6 separate regions of the Mus musculus genome follow, and all the other regions are linked to region 3. The links are chromatin contacts, called in public HiChIP or PLAC-seq and Micro-C maps. All regions are on one chromosome and are shown on one strand. The core of a region is the stretch at or near the end of the contact, and the rest is flanking DNA. Distances in the headings are between cores, read along the strand shown. Region 1 overlaps Tmem51 (transmembrane protein 51). Region 2 holds the start of Casp9 (caspase 9). Region 3 holds the start of Pdpn (podoplanin). Region 4 holds the start of Vps13d (vacuolar protein sorting 13D). Region 5 holds the start of Pramel13 (PRAME like 13). Region 6 holds the start of Dhrs3 (dehydrogenase/reductase (SDR family) member 3).

Evidence for each region. Hi-C and Micro-C count contacts between places; a contact is called where the count stands out from the background. HiChIP or PLAC-seq counts read pairs in DNA pulled down with a chosen protein or histone mark.
Region 1: a contact with region 3 is called in an H3K27ac HiChIP or PLAC-seq map of bone marrow-derived dendritic cells, with 10 times the contacts expected there. The contact joins the enhancer-like site here to the promoter of Pdpn in region 3. A contact is called at or near these places in 1 of 39 promoter capture datasets (hippocampal neurons), 1 of 484 Hi-C or Micro-C datasets (embryonic stem cells), 9 of 115 datasets of contacts at active chromatin or transcription factors (astrocytes, bone marrow-derived dendritic cells and embryonic stem cells) and 1 of 9 other capture datasets (embryonic stem cells).
Region 2: a Micro-C map of embryonic stem cells shows a contact between it and region 3, with 5 times the contacts expected there. The contact joins the promoter of Casp9 here to the promoter of Pdpn in region 3. A contact is called at or near these places in 2 of 39 promoter capture datasets (the 3T3-L1 cell line and embryonic stem cells) and 1 of 484 Hi-C or Micro-C datasets (embryonic stem cells).
Region 4: a contact with region 3 is called in an H3K27ac HiChIP or PLAC-seq map of embryonic stem cells, with 7 times the contacts expected there. The contact joins the promoter of Vps13d here to the promoter of Pdpn in region 3. A contact is called at or near these places in 1 of 39 promoter capture datasets (cranial neural crest) and 1 of 115 datasets of contacts at active chromatin or transcription factors (embryonic stem cells).
Region 5: a contact with region 3 is called in an H3K27ac HiChIP or PLAC-seq map of embryonic stem cells, with 5 times the contacts expected there. The contact joins the promoter of Pramel13 here to the promoter of Pdpn in region 3. A contact is called at or near these places in 5 of 115 datasets of contacts at active chromatin or transcription factors (embryonic stem cells and extraembryonic endoderm stem cells) and 1 of 9 other capture datasets (embryonic stem cells).
Region 6: an H3K4me3 HiChIP or PLAC-seq map of stem cell-derived neural progenitor cells shows a contact between it and region 3, with 7 times the contacts expected there. The contact joins the promoter of Dhrs3 here to the promoter of Pdpn in region 3. A contact is called at or near these places in 4 of 39 promoter capture datasets (cranial neural crest, embryonic stem cells, maxillary cranial neural crest and 1 more) and 4 of 115 datasets of contacts at active chromatin or transcription factors (differentiating embryonic stem cells, embryonic stem cells, extraembryonic endoderm stem cells and 1 more).

What each region holds. Positions count from the first base shown.
Region 1 is chr4:142,075,301-142,079,330 of GRCm38.p6, forward strand. The region is part of intron 1 of Tmem51 (transmembrane protein 51); the gene reads right to left. Among named protein-coding and RNA genes, the nearest start is that of Tmem51os1, 7.0 kb to the right of the region's middle. Within about 2 kb of position 2,706, at least 121 of the 459 cell types and tissues checked have an H3K27ac peak or open chromatin away from gene starts, as enhancers often do. A contact at or near this core is called in astrocytes, bone marrow-derived dendritic cells and embryonic stem cells, where this site is marked.
Region 2 is chr4:141,792,077-141,796,353 of GRCm38.p6, forward strand. Casp9 (caspase 9) reads left to right here and starts at 1,536. Exons shown (of 9, transcript NM_015733.5): 1 at 1,536-1,910. The coding sequence starts at 1,779.
Region 3 is chr4:143,298,226-143,301,972 of GRCm38.p6, forward strand. Pdpn (podoplanin) reads right to left here and starts at 1,339. Exons shown (of 6, transcript NM_010329.3): 1 at 964-1,339. The coding sequence starts at 1,030.
Region 4 is chr4:145,193,602-145,197,431 of GRCm38.p6, forward strand. Vps13d (vacuolar protein sorting 13D) reads right to left here and starts at 1,404. Exons shown (of 70, transcript NM_001276465.1): 1 at 1,318-1,404.
Region 5 is chr4:144,406,336-144,410,017 of GRCm38.p6, forward strand. It overlaps Pramel13 (PRAME like 13), which reads right to left and starts at 2,129. Exons shown (of 4, transcript NM_029948.2): 1 at 2,022-2,129.
Region 6 is chr4:144,891,231-144,895,248 of GRCm38.p6, forward strand. It overlaps Dhrs3 (dehydrogenase/reductase (SDR family) member 3), which reads left to right and starts at 1,847. Exons shown (of 6, transcript NM_011303.7): 1 at 1,847-2,479. The coding sequence starts at 2,285. It also overlaps a transcript of Vps13d not described here.

The DNA of each region.
Region 1 (4,030 bases), core at 1,456-3,955, 1.2 Mb before region 3:
GGCCTGTCTTTTCACAGGCTTTTGTCTCTTAGCACAAAGTCCTCAGGTAGCGGGTCACATTCCGTCTGTTTGTCTGCCAGTGAACACCCCTTCCACGTTCTATCTCTCACAGATAACAGTGAACACAAATGTCTCTTCTGAGCTCAACTCTTTTGGGAGTATATCCCAAAATGGAGCCCTGGATTGCATCTCAGCTCTATTTTAATTTGTGGGAGGGGAGTGCCACCACTAAAATAAGTTGCAGAAGGAAATTCCGTAGGTTTTTTCCAGCCCACCCTCCCAGCTCTATGGGCCCTTGGGAACTTAACTCTACTACTTCCGGAACTTGTTGCTACATCCACCAGGTTGCTTGCCTGTCACCTGAACTTCGTTCCCCTTCCCAGTTCAGCTCAGACCCCACTTCCTTAGGAGTTCTTTCCCTCAGGCTGGGGAATCTAGCACGGGTAGGTATCATGCTTGCCTAGCGAGCGTGAGGTCCTGGGGTTCAATTCCCAGCCTAGCCTCAAACAGGTGTGTGGTGGGAGATCTCAGCACTTGGCTGGTGGATGCGGAGTTCAAGGTCATTATCAACCATATGGTTCTAGGCTAGCCTGTGCCACATGAGATGCTGTCTCTAAAATAAAATAAAGCTCTTTCCTGCACTCTTGAGTTTGAGTTAACCCCTGCTCCCTCCCGGTCCCGGGTCCCCAGATCAGATTCCAACTTAGAGGTACTTTCCCCACTGTCGCCCTCGGGACCATAGGCTGCGTCCCTGGGAGCTGGGGCTGCCTCTCTGTAGATAGCAGACTCAGTCACTAAGGACTGAAACCATGCATTTGTTTGTCAATTTGTTTATGCAAATATTCTTACGTATGCTTAGGCGTGGAACCCAGACAACCACTTGCACTGCTGAACTGCAGAGGCAGTTCCAACCCATGACTCCCAACCGCAAACAGCAGTTCACGGGGCGACCTGAAGACTCTTCGGATTGCTCTTCTAGGGAGAGGTTGAGAGCTTTTTAAAAATAATGTTCCCAGGGCTACCCAGAGAAACCCTGTCTCAAAACAAGACAAAAGAAAACAAAACAAAACAAAACAACAAACAAACAAATCAGGCTCCTTCCACCGAATAGCAACAGTCTAGGTCCACACCCTACTCAAGCCAGACAGTGGGGGCAGGGAAAACACATGGGAAGAGGGTGAGTCGGTTCTCAGCCCCTCTCCAGACCTAAGGTGAAGAAGAAGAAGCTAGCCAAAATGTGAGATTCCACTGAGAGTATATACACCTGTAGCTTAGTCGCTTAGCATATGCAAGGTCCAGCCAGGGTTTAGTCCCAGCAGTTACTCCAAGTGTCCAGCAGAGAACACACCAGACCCTTCTGGAGATTTTCAGAACTGGGTATTACATGAGACCATGATTGCAAAGGCACTGGCCCACCATGGGAAGTTTGAGTTCTGGTTCTACCAACATATGTTGGGAGAAGTCAGGCTGATGATCCTGGTCGCATGAGCGCACGCGCGCGCACACACACACACACACACACACACACACACACACACACACACACACGAGAGAGAGAGAGAGAGAGAGAGAGAGAGAGAGAGAGAGAGAGAGAGAGAGAGAGACAGAGAGAGACAGAGACAGAGACAGAGAGACAAAGAGAGAGAGACAGACAGGCAGACAGGCAGACAGACAGACAGACAGGGACTGGGATATAGTTCACTGGAGGAGAGCTTACCCAGCATGCACAAGCTCTGTGTTTGAACCCCAGCACCACCTACACTGGGTGTGGAGGGTATGTCTGTAAACCCAGCACAGCAGGTGGCTCAGGAGTTCAAGGTCGAGATGGGGAACTTGGCAAGTATGAGGCCAGCCTGGGAGTAGGTGTGAGACCTTGTCTCAAAAAACAAAAAACAAAACAAGAATATTTAAAGGAAGAGGAGGAGGAAGCAGAGATGAAGCAGGAAGTAGGTTATTATGCCTGGGTGCTAGATAAGTGCTGCCTTTGAACCAAGTGTGCTTTTAGAAACAGATTTATTTTTAATTGACTTGTATGCGAGTGCCTGCGTGTATGTGTGTGCCGTGTGTGCAGGTACCCAAGAATGCCAGAAGAGGACATCTGATCCTCCACTCGAAGTGGAGTTACAGGCTGTTATGAACTGCCATGTGGGTTCTGGAGACCAAACCAAACCCAGGTCCTGTGCAAGAGCAGCCAGTGCCCTTAATCACCTTAAACTGTCTCTTCAGCCCTGATGAAACGATAACTTTGTGTCAGCATTACAAGCAGGGCTGCTGACAGATAGCAGCGGGGGTTTCCTAAAGAGTGTTCCTAGTGCATGCACAGTGTGGCCTTCAGCCAAGACAGTCTGTGCTGCAGACGTGGGTTCCAGGCCAGCTCCCTACCTCACACTGACTGCCTAGCCTCCTTTGGAACACCATCACTGTCCCCATTTGGGAACACTCATCAAAGTAAGATTTGGCGCCTACCCACTCCTGCCTCTCTGTTTCTTCTAAGAAGAACTGAGGCGGCTGCGTGAAGAGCGGTTCTGCACTTTGTAATACATTTTACTTTTTAAGGTCTCCGAATTCTTTTAAAGGGACCTTCGGGAGCCAGTGTATATTGGGAACATTTGCAAGCGGTTCCTCCTTCCTGTTGGCCCTGCCTCCCACCCCTGAGCTCTGTCCTTGCAAAGCCTGAGCTGCTTTCTGGGAACTGTCCAAGGAATCCTGAGTTCCCAGGATCGCAGCATAAAAAAAACAAAAACAAAAAAAACCGCAGCAGCCCGGAGCAGGACTGCCCAAAGCTCTCACTGCAGAGACCGACATGTGCTGCTTGGCTCAGACCACAAGTCACTCACAGACGTCCCCTGGGCCCGAGAGATGGCTCAGCGGGCAAAGGTAGGTGGGGTGAAACCAAACCACACGACGTGCCACTTGGTGACACATTTTACTTTAAAGGTCTCTGAATTCTTTAAAAGGGAACTGCCAAACCCAGGGAGTGTACGCTGTCAAGCCAGGCTTTGCATTTCATGAGAGAACCTCCTGAAAAGTTGTCCTCTGATTTCTGCAGCCATACCTTGGAATGAGTGTACCCCTTCCCCTCTCTTACACACACACACACACACACACACACACACAAATAATAATAATAACAATGTGATTTTTAAATTGATTAAAATATGCTGGGAGTGGTGGCCCATGCCTTTAATCCTAGGACTAGAGAGGCAGGAGGATCTCTGTGAGTTTGAGGTCAACCTGGTCTACATAGAGCTCCAGGTAAGCCAGGGCTACATAGTGAAAACATGTTTCAAAATACTACTACTACTACTACTACTACTACTACTACTACTACTATAATAAAATTTAATGAAAAGTACTTTTCCTGGGCCAGTGAATTGACTCAGAAGGTAAAGGTGTTTGCCACCACGCTCACTGACCTAAGTTTGATCCTTGGGCCGCACATGGCGGAAGGAGAGAGCTAACGTTGACCTCTATAAACTAGACATGGCAACTACACACCTACCCCACAACTCCTCCAAGACAGACAAAAAATAAATAAAAAAAATTTTTTTTAAATTGTGCATATAGATTTCCAGTCTTCCCTCTCATTCACTTTTTATAAAGACAGGGCAAGAACATTTAACTGACCGTCAAACCCACTGATCAGATGCTATATAAACCGGTGGCACATGCGTGCCATCTCAGAACTGGAGAGGTGGGGGCGGGAGGGTCAGGAGTTCAAGGCCATCTTTGTCTATATAGCTAATGAAAGCCAGCCTGGGATACGAGGCACCCCAGTCTCAAAAAATAAAATAAACCCGAACAAATAAAAGATGCCCACAGTGGACAAGTGTTAGCCTGGAAGACACCTATCGTCTGGTCAGGACTTCCAATGTACTACAAATGTCCCTTCCCAGAAGTCTGATCCCCACAGGAGGATCTCCCTTGCCCAGGAAGCAAGTTCTCGAACATTTTATTTGGTCTTTGATTCTTTAAAACATCTTTTAAAAATCTTTAAAGTGTGTGTGCCCATGTAAGTGTTATGTGCCCA
Region 2 (4,277 bases), core at 286-2,785, 1.5 Mb before region 3:
GATTTTCTGCACTGGCACCAGCAGACCAATTTGCACTCACTCATGTTTATTTTTACCAAGCTGAAACTAGGTTATTTAACAGTCTGAGAAATCAGGTGGCAGGGATAACTGCCAAATCCCCAAACAAGCCAGTTTTAGCCAACGTGGTGAATCTCCTTTACTTTGGGGCAACTAACCCCCTTTGAGTTTCTCATTACTGCTCTCCCCAGATTTCCTGTTTGTAAATTCACCTCAGCTGCTCCTCCCGAGTGTACATCCTATTTTATGGAAGGAAATGTTGACTGATGCCCAAATCAGGAAACAAGTGTAATATTATCGTTTGACATATTCCAAGGTGGATTCTTGGCTATGAGTCTATTCTGGTTCTGGTCACGCTGTGAGATCCCTGACACATGTCTACAGCTGTCATCAAGGAATAACTATATCCCTGTCAGGAATGTGGCATAAGGCTAGCAGAGAGAATAGCGTAAGGGGCTAGCACAATGCCCAATTACTTTTTTAAAAATGTGTTTAATTAGTTAATGCATATATGAGCACTCTGTCTTCATGCACAGAGGGAATCAGATCCCATTACAGATGGTTGTAAACCACTATGTGGTGGCTGGGATTTGAACTCAGGACCTCTGGAAGAACAGCTGGTCCTCTTTACCCTGAACCATCCATCTCTTCAGACCTTGTTCAATTACTTTTTTTAAAGATTTATTTATTTATTACATGTAAGTACACTGTAGCTGTCTTCAGACATCAGAAGAGGGTGTCATTTCTCAATACAGATGGTTGTTGAACCACCATGTGGTTGCTGGGATTTGAACTCATGACCTTCAGAATAGCAGTTGGTGTTCTTAACCGCTGAGCCATCTCTCCAGTTATTTCAATTACTTTTTAAGTCGTGGAAATAAGTGGTACAAAACTGAGAGAACATAGGATTAGATTCCTGGCAGTTTCTCTGGGGGAGGTGCTGAGGAGGGAAAGAGAGCGAGATCTAACCAATGAGCTTGGTTAGATTGAGGGCACGATAGCCCTGAAACAGCAGGCAGCAAGAGGTTTACTAGCCGCAGCGTTAGAAAGCCACAGCCAGCAAGGGACTTGAAAGATCTAGGACAAATGTCTAGGCGTGGTTTTCTTCCCTTTTCTCTCGTGATCCTTTGAGTATCTGTAGAAGTAGGGTCATTGTGAATTTTGGTAGAGCAATCGCCATGCGAGGGGAAAAGTTACAACTACCGCTAAGCAGAACCAGCAAATGGGAGCAAGATAGCAAGGCAACCACAAGGCCTGGAACCCTAGGGGAGAGTCTGGGATGCAAAGGAGGGCTTCGGGGCGGGGCGAAGGAACTCGGTAGGGCGGGATTGCTGGTCTACGAGGCGAGGAGGGGCGAGTCCTAGGGGAGAAGCGTTATCATGTGAGGCAGGTCTTAGTCCGTACGGCGAAGTGATGGGGCGGAGCTTGAATGCAGCGCCAGTGGGCGTGGCGAAGCAGCGCGGTCGTAGGGCGTGGCGAAGGGGCGGGGCCTGAGAGCGCGGCGTTGAGGGAGGTGTTGGGGGCTGGTGGTGGGGTGAGCGGCCGTGGGAGCTGTTTTGATTGCGGAGGTGGAGCCCAGTGAGCGCGAGTCACAGGCCGCGGGGCGGGGCGGGGCGGGGCGGAGCGGAGCCCAGTGGACCGGGTGACCGCTGGCCGGAGCGGGATCCCTGGAGGCGCTATGTGGGGGCGGGGCGTGGGCGCCGGGGCGGAACCCGAGGGCCGGAAGCGGACAGAACCCGGGGTCCCGCAATCGGCTCGCCATGGACGAGGCGGACCGGCAGCTCCTGCGGCGATGCAGGGTGCGCCTAGTGAGCGAGCTGCAAGTCGCGGAGCTCTGGGACGCTCTGCTGAGTCGAGAGCTCTTCACGCGCGACATGATCGAGGATATTCAGGTGCGCCCCGCCTCCTTGTGTCCGCCCTCTTTTTCCCGCGGCGCAGATAGGGACTGGGAGGTCGCTGAGAGGTTCTCTGAAGCCACTACGGAGCTCCTGCCCTTTTTTTCCGCTTTGCACCCTGTGCAATCCACGCCCTGGGAAACCATGGTGTGGGAACTCCATTTTTAAAACCTTCCCCAGTACTGCCCTCTTAGTTCGCCACAAGAATAAAATAGAAGAACCCATGCTCCTCTTTTGTGGAGTGTTTGTTAAAAGCGGTCTGTAATCTGCACCGTTTGAACTTTTATGATTTTTCTCTTCTCTAGTATAAGGGCCCTAGACACCCACTTTAGCCTTATACTGGCACATTGTACCAGTCACTTCCCGTTTTTGAATCTCAGTTTCTAGGGCTGTGAAATGGAACGGTGGTCATCCTGTCCTAGGACAAGGACATAGAATCAGGATCTGTCTTTTTTGGCTGGGCTTTTATCAAGTGCATGTTTTATAAAGGAGTTCAGAAAAGAAGGAATTTGATGCAGGTAATGCAGAAGAATAAAATCAAACATTTGATTTTTTTTAATCCACTTTCGCCCACTTAAACCTAGAGCATGAGTCACAATGTTGATGGCTTGTGTAAAGGGGTGTATTGAATTTCTACGCTATATGGATTACTGTGTGAGTGGAATTATTCTGGATCAAAATATAATGGTGGCAGTATTATTTTCATTGTACTAGAGTTCAATTTTAGCTTGATAAAATTCTGTATTACACAAGGGAAAAGGTCAACTTGTTCAAAGTCTAAAGATGAGTATGAAAATTACAGAGAAAACAGGATAGCTGTATGCATAAATGCATCTTCTATTGGAAGATACAGAGTAAAAACTCTTAAAGGACTCTAAAAAGAGAAAAAAAAAACCACTTTAGCATCTTTGTTCCAGTTGATGCCTCACCACAGGTCTGAAAAGGGAATATTTCTTTCTGAGAGGATATGAGTGCCAGGCCCTGGGGGACTGTCTACAAGGCTGTCTCCAGCATCTGTATTGGAACGTGGCTTGGTCCAGTGAAGGAGATAGAAGAAAGTGGTGTAGAGTCATGTGGTTAGCTGCCAAATAATAACAAAAGTAGGCTCAGGAACACATTTGGATGGGCCCATACTGATCAAGAAAAGTGGTTTGAAGGGAAAGTCCTAGCCTTCCAGAAGGCATATTAAGGGGGATCAGGAGCTGAACTGCCCAGAGTGGCACCAGCAGCCACTGTCTTGCTCCCTTCTCCAGCCAAGTGTGGTCAAAACAGTTCTGCCCTTGTGTTGGCAGTGGCAGATTGTTTGAAAGGAGCAGTTTGATCCAGGGGTGCCGGCATACATCTGGAATCCAAGCACTCAGGAGGTAGAGGCAGGAGGATCAGGTGTTCCCAGGGCATCCTTGGCTACATGCAGAGTTTGAGGCCAGCCTGGCTACCTGAGATGGAGTCTTCAGAAGCCAAAACTAAGGACTGAGAGCTGCCTCTGTGGATAAGAGCATTGATTTCAGTTTTCAGAACCCATGTGGTAACTCACAACTATTGACTCCAGTTCCAGGTGTTCTGACACCCTTTTCTGGCCTCCACTGGTACCATGCACACACAGTTGCCACATACAGACTCAGATAGAAAGATACATACACACGTACATACATATACACACATACATACATACATACATGCATACTTAAATACTTAAAAGCAAAATCAGAACACGAAGCCTGATGTATAGCTTGTTTGGTACAGTGCTTGTCTAGCATGCATGAATCTCTGAGTCCAATCCCCAACATAAACCAAGCCTGGTGACTCTGGAGGCAGGAGAGTCAGAAGTTCAAAGGTCATCCTCTGCTATGTAGGAAGTTGAAGGCCAGTCTTGGCTACTTGAGAATTCCTGCGCCCCCCCCCCCCCAAATATGAAAGCTTTCCCCTCATACAAAAGAGAAACTTAACTTTTCTCAAAAACAAAAATGCTGGAGATCTTGATTTCTATATCCAGTTCTCTTATTTTAATGCTAGAAACAAACTGAGAAAAATTTAAGTACCTTGTGTAAACTACTGACCACTGTTTTTGCTACTTTTAGTAGGGCTAATTAGCACTTAGCACAGCACTGGACACCCACAGTAGGTATCTTTCTGCTTTGCAGAGGGACATGAACTCAGGGCACTGCTGGATTAGGTTCTGCCCACCTACCACAGGCATATTAAGGGGGATCAGAAGCTGAACTGCCCAGGGAGGCGCCAGCAGCCTCTGATTTCCTTCAGCTAAGTGTGGTCAGAGCAGTTTCCAACCTAGTGTTGGCAGTGACAGACTGTTGCTTGTTCCAGGGGTGGTGACACACACCTGGAAGCCAGGACTCAGGAGGCAGA
Region 3 (3,747 bases), core at 89-2,588:
TAACAGGAGACTGTCCTAGACCCCAGCCATAGATCACCCAGACAGAAGACAGTAATTCAGAAGAGGAGGACGTGATGGTGGTCCCATCAATCTGTTTCTTTCTAGTCAGGGTCTTAAAGCCCAGTCTGGTTTCAAACTCCTTATACCCCAAGATAACCCTGAACCCTCTCATCCTCCTGCCTCCATTTCCCAGTGCTGACACAGTTGAGCATCACCATCCTGGCTTTTGCATCTTGCTGGGGATGGAGCATGAGAGTGTCTCACATGCCAAACATGGACTCTGCCAACTGAGCTACATTCTCAGGCTCCATTCGTCTTTAATTAACACTAATTCAGCCACTGAGTCCTTGGCCAAGTTCAATACATGGCCTCAAACACACTTGCGCTTCAACGCTCACGGCAGCCCTCCAGGTTAGGAGGTACAGGTCCGTGGCGCCCTGGGTTCCATCCATTTCCAGTGTAGGGGTGTGGGGAGGGGAGGAAAGAAAGAGGCAGAGACAAGAATGCTAGAAAGATAGCAGCTTGCGGGTCAAGCTGTTCCACCGTCCCTTCCAGCTACCATCCTAATTAGCGAAGCCTCTTCAGGTCTATCCCCAGCCAGGGGTGTGACCCAGAGTTCCAACCTACGTCCTCCTATCTGTTCCTCTTTTTCAGAGACATTAATCATTCCTCTAACACACTGCTTTTTTGGGCCAGTCCAGTCGCCCTTGGTCACCTTCCCATCCCGTAACACTAGCCCCCGGGGCGGTGGGGGTTGTTAGGGCCATTCTGTACCCCTACCACCTGTGGGTGGACCCCCTACCGCCACACCCACTTGGCTGTTACAGGAGACTTAGCCCCATCTAAGCTACCCCACCGCTCTCCCTCCCTCCCCCCGCACTCGCAGATCCCAGGCCCAAGCATCCCCCGCCTCCCTCCATCCCCACCAACAAGTGCTGGTTGCCAATCATGCATGGCGCTTACCTCCCTGCGCAGAGTCCCAGAACCAAACGCTCCCCAAAACCCAGAACAACACTGGCACGGTCCACATCTTGATCTCGTTGGAGCCTCAGCAGCTAGTGGGTTTTTTTGTGGGTTGTGAAAAGATGAAAAACAAAACAAAACAAAACAAAAAACTTCGAAGCCACAGGCCCAGCCGGGAAGAGCTCGGGAGGAGGTTGGAAGGCGCTGAGCAAAAGTCTCAGCGCCAGAGAGTGCCCGGGCTTTCTGGACTCGCAGAGGCAGCAAGCACAGCAAACTTGGCAGCTGGCAACCTCTCGGCACAGTCGGCATTTATGTCTCCGGTCCCGGGGCGGGAGCGGGTGGGCGTCAGGTGGTCCCGGAGATCTAGGACCGCCCCCGAACTCTGTTTGGCCAGCATCACAAGATGACCTCAGGCCAGGTTTAAAGTTACAGGGCCTCAGCCACTGGGGCCCAGCCCAGAGGGGAAAAAAAAAAAAAGCTTTTGACTTTGTTCCACTACAGGAGAAAAGGGGGCCACGTGCAGTAAACAGTTCTGATTTACAATTTTTATTTATTTTTCTACTATATTTACTATTATGTTTTGGAGGGCAAAGCCCACAACTTAGGTTTCCTTGATAGTGGGCAGAAGAGAGACGCACACAGTGGCGTATGCGGCTGGTTTTATGGTTTTTAGACCGATGCACTGGATTTTTTTCTTCAGATGGTTTGGGGAAAACGGCCGTTGTTTGGGTGAGTCTGAGGCGGCTCTTGTTTATTGAACCTTCATGCAAGGCACGTGGATGGATGGATGGATGGATGGATGGATGGATGGATGGATGGATGGATGGATGGATGGACGGACGGACGGAAGGACGCGTCTGTCCTCCCACAACTAGCCTTCAGTGCAGTACTTGGCCCGGTGAGGTACTTGTCTGGGTGGGGTGCTTGACCTTGAAGGGTGCTTGGCCCTAGTGAGTTATACAGAAGGCAGAGCACGTACCACCACCCCCTGATACCGGGACTTTGTGGCTTCACCTGGATACCAGGAGCAGCTGTGTCATCTGACTATCGGCCACTCACCTGGAACTAATAAGAGTTCAGCTCATCTATTAATCCTAGGGTTTAACTGGTAATCCCCTGTCTCTTGATTTAAACAATCCTTCCTTGCTCTCAGGGAGTGGGTATCGGCAAGAGAAATGTTCATTATTCCCTTCTAACCTGTTGGAATCTAAGAACAGGGTCGGGGGTGGTCTTGGCTTCACTCCCAGATGCCATAAATTCCTTTCAACAAAAGCATCTGAGGATGGGCCCCCCAGAGGTGGCTCGGCCACCAAGCCGAGTGACTTAAGTTTTAGGCTCTGAACCCACAATGGTGAAAGGAGAGTCCCGATTGATTCCTGTATGTTGCCCTCTGACCAGACAGCGAGCACACACACACACACACACACACACACACACACACATACACACACACACTCGCGCATGCACACGGTAAAAATAAGTTACAGAGAACTTAACAATGAACGGTCCCTACGTGTCCCAATGAAGGTGACAATGAGCTGTTTTCATCCTTTTATCTTTGACCTCAGTTTCAAACAGACTTCATCTCAAGAATTTCAAAAGTAGACTGATTTTTAAAAATTATTTATTGTGTGTGCGCATGCACTCACGCATGCATGCATGTGTGCAAAGGTGTGGGCACCCATGATATGGTATGTGTGTGATATCAGAGGGTAGCTTTGTGGAGCCAGCTCGCTCCTACATTCATTCACATGGGTACTAAAGACCAAACTCGGGTTGCTAGCTTGCCAGGCAGGTCTTTTTATCCTGAGACAACACTGTTTTAAAAGCTCATATTCCCAGCTTTGGTCCCACAAGCTAACTGATAAGACCTTTTGGGGAAATGCTAGCTAAACCCAGTGTCCATGGAAAGCTTGATCACAGGAATGGTTGGTAAGCTGTGTCCGTTAGCTGAGCCTCTGTGTCTCACCAGGGTGAGAGTGAGCCAGCCTGCCCACTCAGCAGCAGGTCTACCTTGGCAGGCAAGAGGTTGGACATGTCTAGAGATTACTCAAGGGCCGGTAGCTTATCCTGGGGCTACAAGATAGGAATGAAGTGGATTCCAGAAGCGGGGAAGAGAGAGACCTGGAAGAAATGGCTCCCGAACTGGTCTTACAACATTATTTCTTCGGTGTGAGTATTTTGTATTGTAGACTGGGGGGTGAGGGTGAGGGTGTCCATTTCCTGTGTGACCCCTTAGACAAATAACAGAGGTAATAAAACAGCTTATACTGAAGGGCATTTGGGAGTAGATTAAGAGTCCAGGAAATAAATCCATCCTGTTCTGGGGCTGGAGAGATGGCTCAGTGCTTAAGAGCACTGACTGCTCTTCCAGAGGTCCAGAGTTCCATCCCCAGCAACCACATGGTGGCTCACAACCATCTGTAATGGAATCCAATGCCCTCTTCTGCTGTGTCTGAAGACAGGGACACTTATGTACATTAGGTAAATAAATAATAAAATCCACCCTGCTCTTCTCTCCCTATGCCATAGGGATGTGTCTAGGTTGCCATAGGGATGTGTCTAGGTTATAGAAGGCTGGTCCCTCACCTACTTGTAAAGGATGGTGGAGGTGGGGCAGACGCAGAAATGTTGCCGAAGAATCCTGTTGGGGGCCAGGGGACAAGAAGAGTATTAGGGAGAGGACTTAGGTCTGGGCGAGTCTGCAATGCTTCTACATGTTTTCCTGCTAAATAACCAGGTGATTGCTGGCCCCAAGAAGGATCAGTCAAGGACAGGGGTGGG
Region 4 (3,830 bases), core at 154-2,653, 1.9 Mb after region 3:
TAAAAGCCAACTCTCCCTAAAATGCCAACTCCAGATGTTTTCCCAGTAAAGAGAAACTACTGTCGGGCTAGCATGGTGTCTCAGAGGTGAAGGAAATCGCTACCAAGACTGAGTTTAAACCCCAGAACCCATATGGTTAAAAAGAGACTACAGACTCCCACAGGTGGTCTTCTGACAGCTGCCCTCCTCCAGCCCCCAATACACATAAAATAAGTGTAAAATAAATTTACTTTTCCAGGAAACTATTGTCGTTTTGTACCCATGCTCTGCCCCTTCCATACTTATTCTCGATGTAGAAGAACACAAAGTACACATTTAAAAGTACACATGAGCTGTTAGCGCCCTACAGATGTTCTTCTGCTCCGTGTGAGGCCCAAGCCAGAAAGCATCCATTAGCTCTACTAAGCATCTAGAGCAGGCTTGAGGCCACTTCAAGGATTCCCTTAAGGAATCTGGTTTCAGGGAGGTCCGCCAGGCTGGCCAGAATCCCAGAGTATTTATATGCTCATCAGGACTTCTAGGCAGCTGCCCGGTAATAACCCCCACCTGGCTTCCCCTATCTGGTGTGGCAGGTGACACTGAGGGATCTGGGTTCAACCCACAGCCTGGGCAGACAGCCGGACATGACCTTGAGCCAGGCCCCACCCGAGAAGAGGCCAGACCGGGGAATAGGAAGCACTGGCATTTGGACCTGGAGAATCCCTGTGCCAGGCAGCTAGGGCTGAGTGCTGAGGGATTCCAGGAGCTCTGCCACAAGGGGACAACTCCAAGTGTGTGTCAGGCCGGGGGCTCCGCAGGAACGCGAAGCTTCCCTGGCCTTTCCATATCTCCGGTCTGCTGTCAGAACCCCAAGCCTGGCAGCAACAGGGGACAGAGCCACCAAGCCTAGAGAAGATGGCTCTCTAGGGGTAAGAGAGGCGAAGAGTGTCCCCTACAAGAAGGAAAAGTTGGGAAGAGAGGGACCCTGGGGACAAACCTAATGTCCCCACCCAGAGGTGACCCCAGAGGGGATGGAGGCACTGAGGGAAGGGACGCCGCCCCACTAGGGGTGTGCTGAAGAGACACTCGCACGTTGGAATCAAGCCTCGGGAGACGTGACACCCAAAATCCAGTGGTGTCTCCAGGCTGCAGAGACCGGTGCCCCGAGCCCGGGCCTGAAGTGCCAGCGACTCTCGGGCTCCGGGGTCCCCGCGAGGGCGCCCGGGCTCCGGGAGAGGCCGGCTGCCGCGGACCCCGAGTCGGGCCGTCGGAGCACAGCCAGGTCGATCGCGTGGCCGCTTTCCTTGAGGTCCTCCGCCTTGACCGCCGCCCCCCTACCTGTCGCTGTAGCTGTAGCTACCGCTGTCGCTGTCGCTGCCGCCCAAGCCCGGTTCTGCGAGGTGCTTCCTCTCCGCCACTCCTCAATGGCGGTGACTAGAGCGCTAGACTCGACCAATCGAGTGGCTACGTACCTGGGCCTGGCCAGCAGAGCACCGAGCCGTCGATGGGGCGCCCCCTAGCGTCCGCAGCCGTTCCTGTAAGGGCGGCGGGTGCCTCCCAGTATGCTGGGGGCTTAATGAGCAACAGCTCAATCAGCCCCGTTTTACAAATGGGTAAACTGAGAGCCGGGACAGTGTAGGAATATAAATCATCCTAGTTCAAACATTATCGTGCCTCCAAAACCGCCCTGCTTTCCATCTGCCTTTTTATCCCACCACCAATAATGACCCCTTGACTGCCACTGAAGTCTGTAATTCAAACCATGCCTTTAGCCCTGCTTAAACCACTCCCCCCACTACACTTGTATTAAAATTCATCTCCTGGGCTGTCAAGATAGCTCAGCTGGAACAGGACCTTGCAACCAAGCCAGATGACCAATTCCCAGCACCCATGTGGTGGAAGGAGCGAACTGATTCACCCAAAGTGTCCTCTGACCTACAGGTGTGCCTGCCCACATATACACACAAAATGAATAAATGCAAATTTTAATTAAAAAAATACCTCCTTCTGAGCATTCAGGAAAGTTAATAGTTGGAAGGCAGCTTGGGCTACATAGTGGGTTCATCCATATCCTGTCTCAAACCCCATCCTCTCGCTTTTCCACCCCCAAAATACACACACAATACTTCTTGAAGGCAGGAACCACTATATAAAGCCAGGCATGGTGGCACACACTTGTAAGCATACACACTGAGCCCAGGGCTCAGGAGGTAGAGAGAGAAAGGAAGATGAGGTGTCTAAGGTCATTCTCAAGATACGTAATGAATTGGGGGCCAATCTGGGCTACTTGAGACTGTCTCAAAAATAAAACAAGTAAAAAATAAAAACCCTCTGTACTGTGCCACACTAAAATTTGTCTGGTCTTATTCCCTTTCTATGGCTTTCTCTGGTTCACTTGACTCACAAAATGCTTCAGTTCCTGCCTCCAGTCCTTTGCATCCGTCATTCTCTCTGCTTAGCATGCTGTTCTCCTAGATCAGTGCGGTCCTACAGAAGTATAATGCCAGCCCCAAATAGACTCATTTGTTACTTGCTATATCAAAAGAGATGAGCCAGTCGGGCGTGGTGGCACACGCCTTTAATCCCAGCACTTGGGAGGCAGAGGCAGGTGGATTTCTGAGTTCAAGGCCAGCCTGGTCTACAAAGTGAGTTCCAGGACAGCCAGGGCTATACAGAGAAACCCTGTCTCGAAAACACAAAAAACAAACAAACAAACAAACAAACAAACAAACAAAAAAAAGAGATGAGCCTGGAAGGTATAGCTCAGTAGTAGAGTCCATGTGTGATGCTGGATTAAGTCCCTAGGACCAATGACAATAAGGTGGGGGGAGAGATAAAGGGAAAATTGCTTAGTAATTTAGTCACTCTGATGAACCAAAATACTCTGATCACAACATATAACCAACAGCAAACAAACCTTGTTTGTGCTGATTTCTGAGATCGAGTCTCTGCATATAGCTCGGGTGGGCCTCAAACTCAAGATCATCCTCCTGCCTCAGCCTCCTGATCTGTGCCTGATTTGTGCCATCGCACCCGGCAGAAGGATGGTTAGGAAGATATATTAGTGCTGTTTTACTGAAGGTTTTTGAAATCCAGGAATATTTTATACTGTGTTATCCCTAGGACAAACCAGAGACTTTGAGTACTGGGTGAGCAATTGGAAGTGACTAGCTGCACTCTGAATGGCCACGGGGCGGAGCTAACTGCTCCTTTCTCTGCACTTCCCACTTCATAGGACATTTACCCCATCCCCCATGAAATTCTCTCATCCATTATTCTGTTGTGCTTTTCTCTTTACAAACTTGTTTTTTACTTTTAATCCTATATAATCACACACACATGCATGCAAATGATCTTCATATTGCATTCATTCATATTCTTGATGTTTGTTTGGCTGTCTAGGCTGGCCTGAAGCACCCTATGGAGCTAAAACTGGTCTGGAACTCCTGGCCCTTCTGACTCCGCCTCTGAAGGGCTGGAATTGCCATGTGAACCATTAGGACCATCTCTTCACAGGGCTTAACGATATTTGAAATGATCTGTGTGTTTGTCTATTCCTGCATTATCTTTCCTAACCCTGACTCTAAAGCAGATGTTTTGTCTTGATGCCAGTGTTTCCCCAGCAAACATTGTCTGAGCTCCAGGTGATGGCACACACTTGCAAACCCAGCACTTGAGAGATGGAGACAGGGGAGGTAGGAGGTCAAGACCCTCCTCAGTTATATAGCCAGTTTGAGAGCAGCCTTGGACTACATGAGACTCTTCCAGGAGGGAAGGGAGGAAAAGGGAAAGGAGGGAAGAAAAGGGGAGGAGATTGGGGGGTGGGGAGGAATTCCCAAGTGTATTCGTTG
Region 5 (3,682 bases), core at 879-3,378, 1.1 Mb after region 3:
TACCCCCACAGTTCCTTTCAGCAGCCAGGTATGCTCCTACTCCCCGCAGTTACCAGGCAACAGCCAGGTAGGCTTGTGCCAGTATAAAGGGGGCTGCTTGGCCCCGCCTCTCTCTTGCCTCTTGTTCCCATTCCCTTCCCCGCCCCCTCCATGTGACCATGGCCAGCCTCTACACCTCTACTCTCTCCTTCTCTCTGCCTTTGCTACTCTCTTAACTCCCCTCCCCATGCACTCCCTTGCTCCACACCACACCAGACCATATCTTAATAGCTCTTGCTCTTTTTATGATCACAACACACATCACTTGTATCTTTTCTGTTTGCTTGTTTTGTTTGTTTGTTTTGTTGTTGTTGTTGTTTTCGAGGCAGGGTTTCTCTGTGTAACCCTGGCTGTCCTGGAGCTCACTCTGTAGACCAGGCTAGCCTCGAACTCAGAAATTCGCCTGCCTCTGCCTCCCAAGTGCTGGGATTAAAGGCATGCACCACCACACCTGGCTCACTTGTAATTTTTTTTTTTTTTTTTAAGGTTAGGGCCTCCTTATGGTGCCTTGGCCTAGAGCTCTCTCTGCAGATCAGGCTGGTCCTAAACTTATGGAATCCACATGCTTCTGTCTCCTGAGTGCTGGAATTAAAAGTTCAGACCACTATACCTGGTTCTTTACAACCTTTAAAAAAATAACAACAAAATACTAATACTACTACTAATAATAATTTTGTGTTTTGGTTTTGAGACAGGGTTTCTCTGTGTGTAGGCCTGGCTGTCCTAAAAACAGGCATCTTGGTCCATGTGTGTAATTTTAGCAATTGGAAGGTAGAGACGGGTCATCCCTTGGCTACATGGTGAATTTGAGGCCAGCCTGGAACCCAAGAGACCTTATCTTAAAAATTATGATGATGGGGGAGGGAAGAAGGAGGGGGAGAGGATGTATGAAACCCAGGGCTTGTGTATGTAGGCAGGTGCTACACTGAGCCACCTCCCCTCCCGGGCTCCTTTCACCTTATTTTAGAGCACATTCCTTCTTTTTAAAGTTGCTACATGTTGCTACAAGGGTAATTCTAGCACTCCAGTCTCGGAAAGGCTGAGTTTGAGCCAAGTATGGTTACATAGTCAGAACTGCCTCAAAACAAAAACTGGCTAGAACCAGTTCCAGAGGCTCTGCTGCCCCCTTTCTGTCCTCTGCAAACACCAGGCACTCACAGGGTAGATAGGCGTATGTTGGCAAAACACTCAATACATAAAATAAAAATAGTTTAAAAAAAAAAGAGAAATGTAAAACAAACGTTATGTTATGCCAGCCTCATGCAGACTGCATGGATTGCAACAGGAAGCCATGCCAGTTGGTTGTGGAAACAACTTTAACTCCAGCACTCAGGAGGCTAGGAGGATTTCTATGAGTTTGAACTCAGCCTGGTCTATATATAAAGTTCCAGGACAACCAGAACTACATAGAAGAGTGATCCTGTATCAAACGGCAGGAAGAAAGGAAAGACAGAAAGAAGATGCATGTTAGGAAAGTGACACACCCTTAATCATGACACTTAGTGAGAACGGCATATGGATCTCTGAGGTCACTCCCAGCCTGGTCAACAATGAGTTCCAGGACAGCCAGGGCTACTTAATGAGAACTTGTCTCAATAAGTAAATAAGTAAACAAACAACAAAAACCCAGAAGCCCGGAAGTGCTGAGCAATGTTATACACACCATTAATCTCAGCAGAGGCAGGCCGATCTCTGGGCAACCAGAGATACATAGTGACACCCTGTCTCAAAAACAAAAACAAACAAACAAAAAACAACCAACCAAAGGAGTTGGGCAAGTGCCTGGCTCACACCAATCCTTTAGGTTTGTGTAAATGCCTTCTGTGAAGCATGCTTGAGGTTCGTGACCCATTTTTAAGGATGCACACCGATCCTTAAGCTACTCCGGACCGTTCCTGAACTGCTAGAGACATAAGGTCTGTTTACTATGACACCTGTATAACTCTGGAGAGTCATGACTGCCTGTGGATGGTCATAAATACCTGCAATGAAGTCTCCGCTGAACTCCGGAGGCCAGAGATCTTCTACTGAAGTGGGCGTAGGAATATCCGCCAAAGAACTGAATTCCCCTGACCAGGGCAGACTAAGACTCCTCCTCCTTCTAGCCCCTCCCCTTTCCCCCTTCCTTCCCTCATTCCGTAAAAATGCGGCTGGTCTGTGCGTGGCTGTTTGCTTCTGTTTCTAACCCGAAGGCTTTCCAGACTTAAGGGTCAATTCAAAGACGCCAAGGTTTTAAAGTGTCTAATTGTAACTATCCTCTGAAGAAAACTAAGGCCTCTCACTCAGTTGAAAGGAACAGAAGCAGACAAACTTCAAGTCCTGGTGTCGTGGGTTATTGCAGGAGCAACACAAGTTTTACTTTTTAATATTTATTTTGTTTTGAGATAGGGTCTCTTACAGCCCAGACTTGGCCTCTAATTCACCTCTAATTCTGCTTTCATCAAAAAAAAAAAAAAAAAAAAAGAAATGCTGGAATCACAGGTGTGTGCCATCTTGACACAGTGATTCACACAGAATTGAATTCACGTGTGAGGGGTCTCTGCAAACACCCGTGCCAGCAGAGTGCGGATCAAAGATCCTTGAGAGGCCAGAAGAAAGTCTAGTTCAACAAGGCTCGGTTCAAACTTTGACACCTGTTAGTTTATTTATTTTACGTATATTTAAGTACAGCACAGTTGCTCTTGGTGAGGGAAGCTAATTGGTGATAATTAGCACAATCCTGTGTGCACAATAATAAAGCAAGGCTGCGCCGGGCGTGGTGGTGCACGCCTTTAATCCCAGCACTTGGGAGGCAGAGGCAGGCGGATTTCTGAGTTCGAAGCCAGCCTGGTCTACAAAGTGAGTTCCAGGACAGCCAAGGCTACACAGAGAAACCCTATCTTGAAAAGCAAATTAACCAAACAAACAAAAGCAGGACTGCATTGAAATTCTTTCTAAAGTACCTTTGACATCATCCATAAAGATGAGTATTGGAGATCGACTATGTGTGACATCATTGTAAGGGTCTGGGGGAGGGTCTGGTGTGGTCTAGTGCAAAGATCATCAGGGTATGGCTAACCACCCCTAGGACTCTAGCCTTCTGGGCAGAAAACTGGTTATACTTCTTTCACTTTGAAGAGACAGCCCTAGCTGTTTAACATTCCTGGTTTCCCTGATGCTCATAGGCGAGCACAAGAACTCCTACACCTGGTGCTCAACCTCTGAACTAAATTGCTGTGGAGGGAACCTGTTTTGCGCTTGAATGGCCCTGGGGGAAGCATTGAGGAGGTTCTGAGGGTCCACTGGTGAGGCGACTTGACTGATATTTGCCTAGATAAAACCCTCTCCCAGGTGGGAGGATTCCTGGAACAGGCAGATGTCCACACAAGAGGGGGAAACTTGAGGATCTGGGTTCCTATAGCACACACTGTTAGGCTTTGCCTTCCTAGGGATCCTGAAGGCCCAGCCTAGGAGAAATCAAAGCTCAGCAGGCTGGTAGGCTCAATCTTCCACCCTATGTTTTAGGGACCTCTGAGATACCTCCTTTCTCGAGTGACAAAACTGAGAGGAACAACCAACGTGACATCCAGTCAAGCCCTGCAGATACCAATGTTTTGCCTCAGAATCCATGCAGGAATTGATGTGTTTATATCAAGACAAAGAG
Region 6 (4,018 bases), core at 597-3,096, 1.6 Mb after region 3:
AGCTCCACACAGGAGAACGGCTTCCTTGCCCCTTCATCCAAACCTAAGAGTTCTCATGACAACTTCTCCCCAGAACTACAGTAGTTGGCAAAAGAGGAAGTGATCTCCACCCCCTCCCCAAATCAGCACTTCTCAAAGGGATTTGTTCACACCCAGGCGGGGAATATTAAAAGCACAGTTAGTTCCTTGTGCACCCAGGGCCTGCTGGATCAGTCTTTGGGGCTGAGGCCCAGGACTCCCAGCCTGAACACGTCCAGGGCTGGAAAGGGCTGCCCCAGATTATAGGGCAGGCTCCCTGGCTGTCTCTCCCTCTCCCGCCCAGGGATGTGCAGAGGGGGCGGGTGGCAAGTCTCATCAGCACTTTTAACTGGGCCTGCTTCTCATGACTCACCTCCTAGACTTCCCGCAACAGGCAAGTCTAAATAGCTGGGTCCCGCCCTCCCAACAGGGAGACGTTCTTACAAGGGGTGGGCAAGAGGTTACAAGGTGGGTGCCCAAAAGGTCAGCGGGGTAAGGGCACCCAGAGAGGGGACACTGGATGAACTGAACAGTGGCATAGCTTTGAAGACGTGTTGTTTACAGGCTTCTGTTATTAAGGAAATTGCTGTCAGTCAAGGTAATTCTAGCCCAGATAAGCAATAAATAAGCTCCCAGCTAATCTTATGGGGATTTTATTGGCACCTGGGGTTAGAGGTCCTTTGCCCTGCTCCCCTTTCTCCCAAAGCAAAATCCTGCCTCCCAAGGGGTCCCTCTACCTCAACGTGAGAGACTTCACGTTAATACAACTTCGGATGTACACTCTTTGAAGGAAAATGGGAATCAGGCAATGATGAAACATAACCTCCTGGTCCTACCTGGAGGCAGAAGAATGACCAAGTGACCTGAAATGAACCCTTGGCGACCCAATAGCATCAAGGCATGCGCGAGTTTCCCCTCGGTTTGCCCGGCCGCTCAGGGGTGGTCACCTGGCCCAGGCTGGGAGCCAGGTCTGATACAGCAAGCTGGCTTGCCAGAGTTGGTTGCAGCGTGTTCGAGTTCCGGCTGCGAGCCCTCGGGGACTAGGGCAGCAAGTTCCAGCTTGCAGAAATGAGAAGCGAGTCCCAGGGGAGTGCGAGACGCAGCGAGACCGGGTGCGCGCCTAGGCGCGTGCCCCGCCACGGCGCAGGGGGAGGGGAAGTCGCCGCAGCCACTCAGAGGCACGATAGTGAAGCCTCCCAACAACTTTAACTGTCAATCAGACTTAATGGGGTATTAAAAAAAAAAAAAAAAAAAAAAAGGAGGGGGCGCCCTTTCGGTCCACGCCGCAGCTGCCCCGCGGACGAAGTAATAGGGCGGTGCAGACTAGGGCGTCCTATCCACGAGTGCTCCACAGTACGGGCCCGACCAAGTTGGAAAGAACAAAAAAGAAGGCAATAAATACTAAAGGGGAGGGGGGAAGAGAGGGAGCCACACCGAGCGGCAACTCCCAGCCCGGGCTGCAAGAGAGGGAGGAGGGAACCGGAGAGAGCGGGCGCGCGCGAGGGCGAGCTGTGCACGAGAAGAAACTGACACCCGGACCCCCCACTTCTCCTGCACGGTGCTGGCAATCAGATCGCGTTTAAGCAATTTCCTGAGCCCAAGAATAGCAATGAGTCGGGAGACTTTCGCGGACTGAAATTGGGAGCTGCAATCACTCCCCAGGTTTTGTGTGTGGTGTTTTTGTGTGTGGTTTTTTCCCCCCTTTCTTTTTCTGGAGAAAGTTGGAGGGGGGCGCTACAATTGGGAAACAGCTTTTTTGTTTGTTTGTTTTGTTAATCTTGCACTTTGAAACCGCGGACTGTAGCTGTGTGCGCGCTGTGGTTGGTGCTTTTTTTTTTTTTTTTTTTCGTCCCTGGCCTTGCCTAAACTCTTCTGTCGGTCTGTAAACATTACCTGTGAATTTCCCAGCCGAAACGGCTGTTGGGGCAAGAAACTTCTTGTTAAAACTTCCCACCCCTTGGACTCTCCACAGCCCCTCTCACCGTCCCAATCTTCTGAGACGCTTTTTACCTCTCCGCCAGAGCAGAGTTTATCTTTTTTTTCTTTTTCTTTTTTTTTTCTTTTTCCTCCCATTTTTCCTCGCCCTGTCCTTTACATCTGAAAGGAGATCAGTTCAAGAGTGACCAGGTGGGACGCCTCCTTTTCCTTATTTAGTTTATTATTGTTTGGGGGAGTTTTCTTTCTATCTTTTTTTAATTCCTGTCCGGGGAGTTTTGTCCACCGCCTCCTACCACCTCCCCCTGTACCCCGCTCCTCCGCGCGGAGGATGGTGTGGAAATGGCTGGGCGCGCTGGTAGTGTTCCCTCTGCAAATGATCTATTTGGTAACCAAAGCAGCCGTGGGAATGGTGTTGCCCCCCAAGCTTCGGGACTTGTCGCGGGAGTCAGTCCTCATCACCGGCGGTGGGAGAGGCATCGGACGCCACCTCGCTCGGGAGTTCGCAGAGCGTGGCGCCAGAAAGGTACACGGCGTGGGGGCGGGGTGGCACTGCGACACCTGGAGTGGGCGCTGAGGGTAAAGGGACTCTGGCACGCAGGGAGGGGGAGGCAGTCGTGGGGGGTGTTCCCACCTGCTGCGGGTGCGGAAACCAGCGCCAACGATCTGAAAGTCTCAAGCCACCCACTCCTTGCATCACCTGGGACTGCGAAGCAAGTCGGTTTCATCCTTCATAGATTTCCCGGGCACCGGACTGTGTTTTGGCAGGCCCTGAGTTGCTTGGCTCCCCTGGGATTGGTATCTCGCTGGCTATTTACCCCTACCAACTACCATACCTAGAATACCCACCCATTTTGCCGCATGACTCTTTCTCTAAGGTGTAGTGCCCTCTCTCTCTCTTTGCCCGCACCCTGCCAAGCGCAGGGTGTGCGCGCGCCCCTAGGTAGAGCTGGAAGCCAAACCCCCTGCTAGCTTGCGCTTGGTATTTTGCTTGGCAACTCGCTGCCTAGTCCCAAACAAGCTGAGAGGTTGCAGCTAGGCAGGGACGTGAGATAGGGTGCTCGGTTCAGATTTGTAAAGGAGAGAGTTGACGTGGATGGTCTAGTCCGGCTGAAAGACTGGGAGGCCCAGGTGTTTAAAATTCTGAAAGAGGGGTGAGGGGGTAGCCAGCCGCTGATAAAGAGAGCCCTTGTCCTCACCTTCAACCTTGATTCCCACCCCCGCCCTCTTCATCGGAGGGGATCCTTCTCAGCTGGATTGGAAGGTGGCACTGTGCCCCTCTGACCACTGCCTCTTATTATGTGGGTGACACCAGCTCCCCATGCTCCAGGTTTTGGAGACGTGGTGTTGCAGAGTACTGGAGGGAGAGCCAGCTGTCACCCAACTTGCAACTGCAGACCCGGCTGACTCACTCAGTGGCAAGAGCAATGGAGAGGGATTTGAGGCCGGCAGGCCGGTCTGTCTCCAGCCGGCCCGCGAAGACGAAGAACAAACTAGGGAATTAGTTTGAAATTTAAACTGTTGCTAAGGAGGGGGGGTGGGAGGACCAGGCTAGCCAGCTGATCTGACATGGAGCCGCATACCTTGGGGATTAGAGTAAATATGCTCTGTGGAAAGCCAAACCTTCATGTAATTCCAGGTTGCTTTTGTTTTGTTAAATACTGCCCTGAGATTTACAATTCCTTCGGTGGCTGAGACTGAACTTTGGAGTCTGAACTATCATCCAAAACTGATTGCCCATTAACTCTTCCCTGGCCAAGCTGTTCTAGCATGAACAGCTGGGGCCTGGGGTCCTCCAGCTGTCCAGGGCTCCTGAATCTCCTTGGGTGGTTTGGACAGCTGTTTAACCTTGCCTTTGGAAGGGGAGTTCAGAAGTGTTTTTAACCCTTGGAGTTGCTGAATTAAAAGGAAATATGGGTTGTTCTCATCGGTTTCTCTTCTTGGGGTGTGGGGGGTCTCCATGGAATTCTTCCAAAGCTCTTTGTGGAGGGGGACCAAGAGGGCAGTGAAGGGGACCCTGGCAGAGGGGATACTTGTGACAGTTGCTTATGCTTGACACAATGTG